Linked DNA regions of Columba livia: region 1 is linked to region 2. Evidence: chromatin contacts called from public Hi-C data. All regions are on one chromosome and are shown on one strand. Each heading gives the region's core, a stretch centred on a gene start, on an enhancer-like site or on the middle of the called end of the contact. The rest is flanking DNA. Distances are from core to core; before and after follow the strand shown.

Region 1 (3,454 bases), core at 224-2,723, 280 kb before region 2:
AAACCATGATGTCTTATCCATGCAGCATCTCTTCCATAGATTGGTCTGATACTTAGAGCTTCACACAAGTCTTTCTGAAAGGCAAAACCACCTTTCCTAAGCAGACCTCATAAGTACAGGTGTTTCAGAATAGATTTTGCATTGTATGAAATCCTGCCCACAATCCAAATAAGTTATGTTTTGAACTGTCCAAATTGGCTACTTGCACTGGTTTGAATTGTCTGAAATTGTTTTGATAGGCACATGCACACGTATATGTATACATATTCATGTACAAGTACATATGCATATATAACTATATGCATATGTATCTATACACTGAAATATAACCCTTACACCCATCATGAGAACAGTAAAAAAATATAAATAGGTTTGGGCTAGTTTTAACTTGTGATAAATCTTAATTTGCTCTTAACTTACGTGATTTGGAAAAGCAGGTGATAAGGCACCTCCTGCTCTGCTTCCTGCTCTCCTGGGACACACCCTGAATACCTCCAGAGATCAGACAGTTCCATCAGTGAGATCCCTCCACTGGAAGATATAGCTAGGGGCTGAATACACCGAACCCTTTCTTCTTGAAGCAGAAAGACTTCTCTTTGATCTCTTATTCCTAGCTCTTCAAAAAGGAAGTTGCCATTCTGCTTTGTAGGCTTCACCTCTGGTTTCTCTCAGGACTGGATGTGAAGGCAAGATCACATCTAGTATCCCATCCACACGGAGGAAAATCTGAACATTTGTGGACTTGTCACAGAGAACTGCTATAAACAGAAGAGTTATTTGTCACACTAGCAGGCTATATAATTGAATATCATCAAAATCTGGCAGGGAAGTAATGGAAAACATGTTAAATGTCATTCTGCTTTTCCATAGATTGTCATTATGTTTTTTTCATCAGAGATATTAGACAAGTTTAGCATATTATGGCATTACTCAAGACTTGATTTATAATTACAGGGGCATGCTCAGGTATACTGATCTTTTTTGGTTTAATCTCATTTAATCTCATTTTCTAGGAAAATAAGAATCTAATGTACAGATTCAAATCTTGGAACATATCAAGTATATTCACCTCTTTGGACTATTCAATCTTTTTACATTTATTGGGAGCCTTTGAAAAGAAAGTGGCGCGTGAGATAATTAGCACTTGAACAAAAGTTTCAGAGTGAAGCTGCCTGTGAAATGAATACAGATCTATCTAAATGATGAGGGCAACAATACAGGAGAACAAACCAAGTGAGTCTACTACAGAAACCCAGTGCTGGGATTATGGCAATGAGAAACACCACAGTGGACCTCTTGCATTGCTCTTCTGATAAGATATTGAACTAAATCAAAATGGACCTCACTCCTTAGGCATTTTCTTATACAGTGAATTTTTTTCATTGTCGTAAAATGGGGAAACAATAAACATAGGCATTAATCTCTTGCATTATAGCAAAGCTATGGAGTACAACAAGAAGATAAACCCAAGCATACCTGGGAGGGGGGAGGGGCAGGGGGTGAGTGGCAGAAAACCTTTTAAATATTGGGATCTAGTTGTGTATTATCTAATGTTTTTGGATTTTTCAACTTCATCTGCCCAAAATACAGGATGAAAGCACACTTCTTTAGAAAGCAAGAAACCCAAACAAATTAATGCTTGTTCATATGACTCCAAGAGCTCGTGTTATCACAGAAAAAGCACAGCATCATGAGATTCATAACAGCATTTCCAAAGCTTGGTCACACTGGGTCATGTGAAGTTGTGATCTTGACACATTGATCAGTGGCTGTTGAATGCAGAGGAAGCTGTGTGCATGTCATAATCATCAGCTTTTTATTGCAGTAAATGTTTTTTAAAAGCTTACAGTGGAACCTAAAGAAACATAATTATTAGATCACCTTCTTTCTAAGACTATGCATTTGTGTCATGTGCTTAACTTCAACCTACATGCCAACAGTGTTTTGATGATATATTCATTTTGCTTAGTTGTCCCATAACAAATACTTTTAACTTGAGGTGTTGATTTTCCTCATGCGTCACATTTTTTGACATTATTCTAAAGACCAGGAAGGAAGTTTTTGAAAGGCACAAGTTGTAGTTAAGGAGCTCATTACTAATGCAAAACCTGTGAAAAGTAAGTGTGTAAGTCCCGTTTTTGTTTTTGGAAACCTCTGGAGACATTGTAAAGCATGCAGTAGTTTCTGGCAGAGATCAGGCCAACATAATTTGTTGTTGTTTTGTTGCACCCCTCTCCCAGCCTATAGAGGGGGTTAAATAGTGTGTGTTCTTTAGGTATCTTTATGAACAGCAAAATGCAGCAAGATAATGCAGGAGCAGTTGTGAACACTGTTGCCAGTGTGTGTTGTAAAACAGATTGTGTAAGCTTGTTGTTAAAGGAAACATTTCCACACTCCTGTTAGGCATAGGCTGTTGGACCCTGAACTATAACCCAGTATTATGGAAGAGGGTATGGGCCGTGGAGGCAGATGCTACTGTCTTTCAGCAACCTCTGAAAAATGTTTTGAGTGTATTGATATTTCTCTGCTACTATGTGTTTGTAACCTGAAAGAGTGATATATACAAGTGCTGCACTCCTATTCCTATGGTTTTCATAAAGCCCTAAGTTTTAGCATCCATCATGGGATCCTGGATTTGTCCATCTTCACCTGGCTGGTTTGGAGGGAAAAGAAGTGTCTACCAGTGCTGTTGGGGTATAGACACATTTCTTTACTGGCTCCTTTTCAGCAACTGACTCTGTGCTCAACAGCTGGTTTTCCTTTCTCCTGTGTTGTGTCTCGTGCCCGTTTGCATCACATGATGTTGCTGACCTGTTTTCCTTGCTCCATTCTGCTGAATTCAACACCTGAAGAACAATTTCATTAATGACCTCGGACAAATCTAGACAAAGAAAATAAAAACGTGCATCCAGCTAAAAGTACCAAAGAAAGAGGAGAAAGGAAGAAGCATTTATTACTCCTTTCCAGCTCTACCCACATCCCCTTGCTCAGAAATGTTAATTTGAGCCCCGTTTCTCATTTATACTAAGCCCTCTTTGGGAGAATTTTTTCTGGGAACAGGATTTTTCCTTTCCCTGTTGCTTATGTGGACCTCTCAGAAGAGCTTAGATGAAGTAAGAGTGGCATAAACAGAGCTGGTATTGAGCCCTTTGTGCACTCCCTGGGGGATGAAAAGGAGGGAATACTGAGCTCAGTCTTCTGAAGTGATGTTTTCTCATCACAAACAATTTCCCTCTGGCAGTAAAGACTGATAAAATTAGTTCTCCCCCCAAGGCAGTGGACAGGTGACAGGAAAGGGTGATGCCTTGCCTAAAGAGAGCAATTGACCCTGCTTGGCTTCACTGTCACTGAGGCAGTGCACACCAGGAACACTCAGGTTTTTGTCCACACGTTCATTGGCTGACAAGGATGCTGCCCACTGTGAGGCTTCACATGCTTGGGACTGAAGGGGCAG
Region 2 (3,302 bases), core at 610-3,109:
GAGGGGGACGGGACTACTAATAAAAACTTTGGGCTAAACACTATTAAGCTGCCAGAGGCAGCTGCCAGAGGCTTAATAGTGTTTAGGCATTTCCAGCAAAGGACTTGCACGTTGAACCAAAGGGATGTAAAAGTGCTCAGCAGTTCAGTCAGTAAAGGCTTGTTTCCAGTTGTGTTTACAAGCTGTTCTGTATTTCAGCATTGCTCAGTTCTGGAATTTTATCCTCTTTCAGGTTCTCCTTGCACGACATAAGGCAGAAGAGCAGTTCTATGCTGTTAAAGTCCTGCAGAAAAAAGCAATCCTGAAGAAGAAGGAGGTAAGCTGCTTCTTCCTGATGCCATTGTGATGTACACAAAATATATTTTTACTGCTGTTACTAAGCAAGTGTACTAAACATTGATAATTTCTTATGTTTTCAGGAGAAGCACATTATGTCAGAACGTAATGTCCTGCTGAAAAATGTGAAACACCCCTTCCTGGTTGGGCTGCACTTTTCCTTCCAAACTGCAGACAAATTGTATTTTGTCCTAGACTACATCAATGGTGGAGAGGTAAGCAGTAAGAAAATGAAATAGTATTTCCTATCATGTGCACAGTGGTAGGGTAGACTTTTTCACCCTTCCTTTTAAATAAAAAAGAGTTGCAAGGGGAAAAGTCATGGGGGAAAAGTTACTAGATTGAGTGTTTCCAGCCTGCCAGGTTTTGAACTACCAAAGGATCATTAGGCCATTTCCTGCTATTGTTCTCCCTGGCTATATATGTTGAGTCTAATTAAGTGCATTGTTAACAGGCTTTGGCGCCGTTTAAACAACTTTGTTCTCTCTGTCTCCTGTAGTTGTTCTACCATCTCCAGAGGGAGCGTTGCTTCCTGGAGCCAAGAGCTCGATTTTACACTGCTGAAATCGCCAGTGCACTGGGCTACCTGCACTCCCTGAACATTGTTTATCGGTAAGCAATCTTGTGCAGCTTGGCAGACTGAAAAAAAGAAAAAACGTGCTTTGTTGAATAAACATTGACAAGTTGAACTCAATGTGAGTTCAGAATTGCTTTTAATATTTTTTCGTGGCTTAGTGAGGTTCTGTAAGCAATTGCACTTGAAATAGTCTCGCTGTAGGTCCTCTAACAAGCCCTTGTCTTCTTTCATCTCTTCCTACAGAGACTTGAAGCCGGAGAATATTCTGCTTGATTCACAGGGGCACATTGTCTTGACTGACTTTGGACTCTGCAAAGAAAACATAGAGCACAATGGCACGACCTCCACCTTCTGCGGCACACCGGAGGTACGGGCAGCCCGCGGCATGCAGAGTGGCAGCAAGCGCTGTTTTCGTCAGTGAAACCTGACGTGTCCCATGTATATTTCTGGCTTGTTAGACAAGCAAGGGGGTATTATGGGTCTTGTAATATCATGCTGCCAGTGAGGATATGTAGGGCTTGTTAAGCAGGAGAGGACAGTTTTTGAGCTGCCTCCCTGTTTATAAAGAGCTTGTAGCCCTCCAGTAGCTTAGATATTGCTGGGATTCGGTAAGCTGCTTTCATTCAAGAATGAGAGGCTTTCCTAATTGTAAAGATCTCTTTGGTTAATGTGGCTCTCTTCCTTTTCTTACACAGTATCTTGCTCCTGAAGTTCTCCATAAGCAGCCCTATGACCGGACTGTGGACTGGTGGTGCCTTGGAGCAGTCCTGTATGAGATGCTTTATGGCCTGGTAAGCAGTGAATCCTTCATGACAAATCAAACTAGCTTACTTGTCCTTCTCCCTCAAGAAGCCTCATTAACCCAGATCTCTCCTTTCCTATTCCTACAGCCGCCCTTCTACAGCAGGAACACGGCAGAAATGTACGACAACATCTTGAACAAACCCTTGCAGCTGAAGCCAAATATTACCAACTCTGCTAGACATCTCCTGGAAGGCCTCTTGCAGAAGGACAGGACAAAGAGGCTTGGTGCCAAGGAGGACTTTGTAAGTGGAAACCAGCTGGTGCCTGTGGGCAGCACAGAAGGGTGACTAGGCCATACTGCTTACATTAGCTTGGGTCTGAATTAATCTATTTTTCTCTCTGTAACAGATGGAGATTAAGAATCACATCTTCTTCTCCCCAATTAACTGGGATGATCTCATTAATAAGAAGATTACGCCCCCTTTTAACCCAAATGTGGTATGTATCACTTCTAATTATAGAATGTATGGAGAGTGTCTTTTTCCCCCTTGTCTTCATGTTGTGCCCAGGAGCTGGGGGCAACTGGCTGGATGGGTGTGTACGGGGAACACAGCTTTTCCTTCCCCTGTGGCTGAACCAGGAAGATTAAAAATAAGCAAGTAGCTGATGGAGCATATGAATTTAGCTGGGTTTTTTGGCCTATCACATGCTTCATTTGCATGGCTATTTTAAAGTCATCCCCAGCATCCCCATTTTATCCAAGGGGAAGGTAAGGTGTAGAAAGCAAGTAGCTTCTAAGGGCAGAGTGGCATTTGGCTTGTTAGATACTAATACCTAAAGAGGGAGATCTGGTTGTGGAGGTTGTTCTCTTTCACTTTCTGAGCATTTTATAACCTAAATTTAGTAACTAGCCCAGAGATCAAAGTCTTCCCCTGCAAACTGCTGCATGGCAGAGTGGCATGTTTGCATTGTTGCATGAGCTTAGTTGGGGGATAGTGCATTAAAACTGAATCATCTTGGTTTTAGTGAGACAACATGCAGCAGGAGACAAAAAAAAAAAGACTAAAACTGTCAAAGACTCTTAAAACAGTGGGCCCAAGGTGATAACACTGTGAGTCTCTGCACAAGGGTGCTTGTCCCCATTTTGACTTGAACTGTGCACTCACAAAACATTTGTGTCTAACTGTTGTATCTTTCATTTTCTGCTCTTTCCACAGAGTGGCCCCAGTGACCTGCGACACTTTGATCCGGAGTTTACAGACGAGCCAGTCCCCAGTTCCATCGGCCAGTCCCCAGACAGCATCCTCATCACTGCCAGCGTCAAAGAGGCTGCTGAGGCTTTTTTGGGCTTCTCATATGCCCCACCTGTGGACTCTTTCTTGTGAACATTTTTCTTTTTCTTTTTTAATAATAATAACTATTATTTTTATTTTTGTTTGGCCTTCTGGTGAAACTGCCAGTTGACCGGTCATTTTGAAAGAGAATTTGCACATTTCTACCATGGCAGCTTTGCAGCCTTAATTTCAACTACACTGTTTGCTGGAAGCTTTTTTGAAGAGCACATCACTCTCTAAATGAGCTTTACAGGCTTTTCATTTCCATTCGTTCTTCCCCAAAAGTGGTGCTGTCTCCTTGGGAAAGAAAA

Evidence for each region. Hi-C and Micro-C count contacts between places; a contact is called where the count stands out from the background.
Region 1: a contact with region 2 is called in a Hi-C map of crop, with 4 times the contacts expected there. The contact joins two enhancer-like sites. A contact is called at or near these places in 2 of 2 Hi-C or Micro-C datasets (crop and liver).

Annotation. Positions count from the first base shown.
Region 1 is chr3:59,802,675-59,806,128 of bColLiv1.pat.W.v2, reverse strand. No RefSeq gene overlaps it. Among named protein-coding and RNA genes, the nearest start is that of ALDH8A1, 97 kb to the left of the region's middle. Within about 2 kb of position 1,473, at least 1 of the 3 cell types and tissues checked has an H3K27ac peak away from gene starts, as active enhancers do.
Region 2 is chr3:59,519,533-59,522,834 of bColLiv1.pat.W.v2, reverse strand. SGK1 (serum/glucocorticoid regulated kinase 1) reads left to right here. Exons shown (of 14, transcript XM_065057052.1): 7 at 233-316; 8 at 420-551; 9 at 836-948; 10 at 1,157-1,280; 11 at 1,609-1,704; 12 at 1,804-1,959; 13 at 2,066-2,155; 14 at 2,875-3,302. The coding sequence ends at 3,042. Among named protein-coding and RNA genes, the nearest start is that of SLC2A12, 30 kb to the right of the region's middle. Within about 2 kb of position 1,859, at least 1 of the 3 cell types and tissues checked has an H3K27ac peak away from gene starts, as active enhancers do.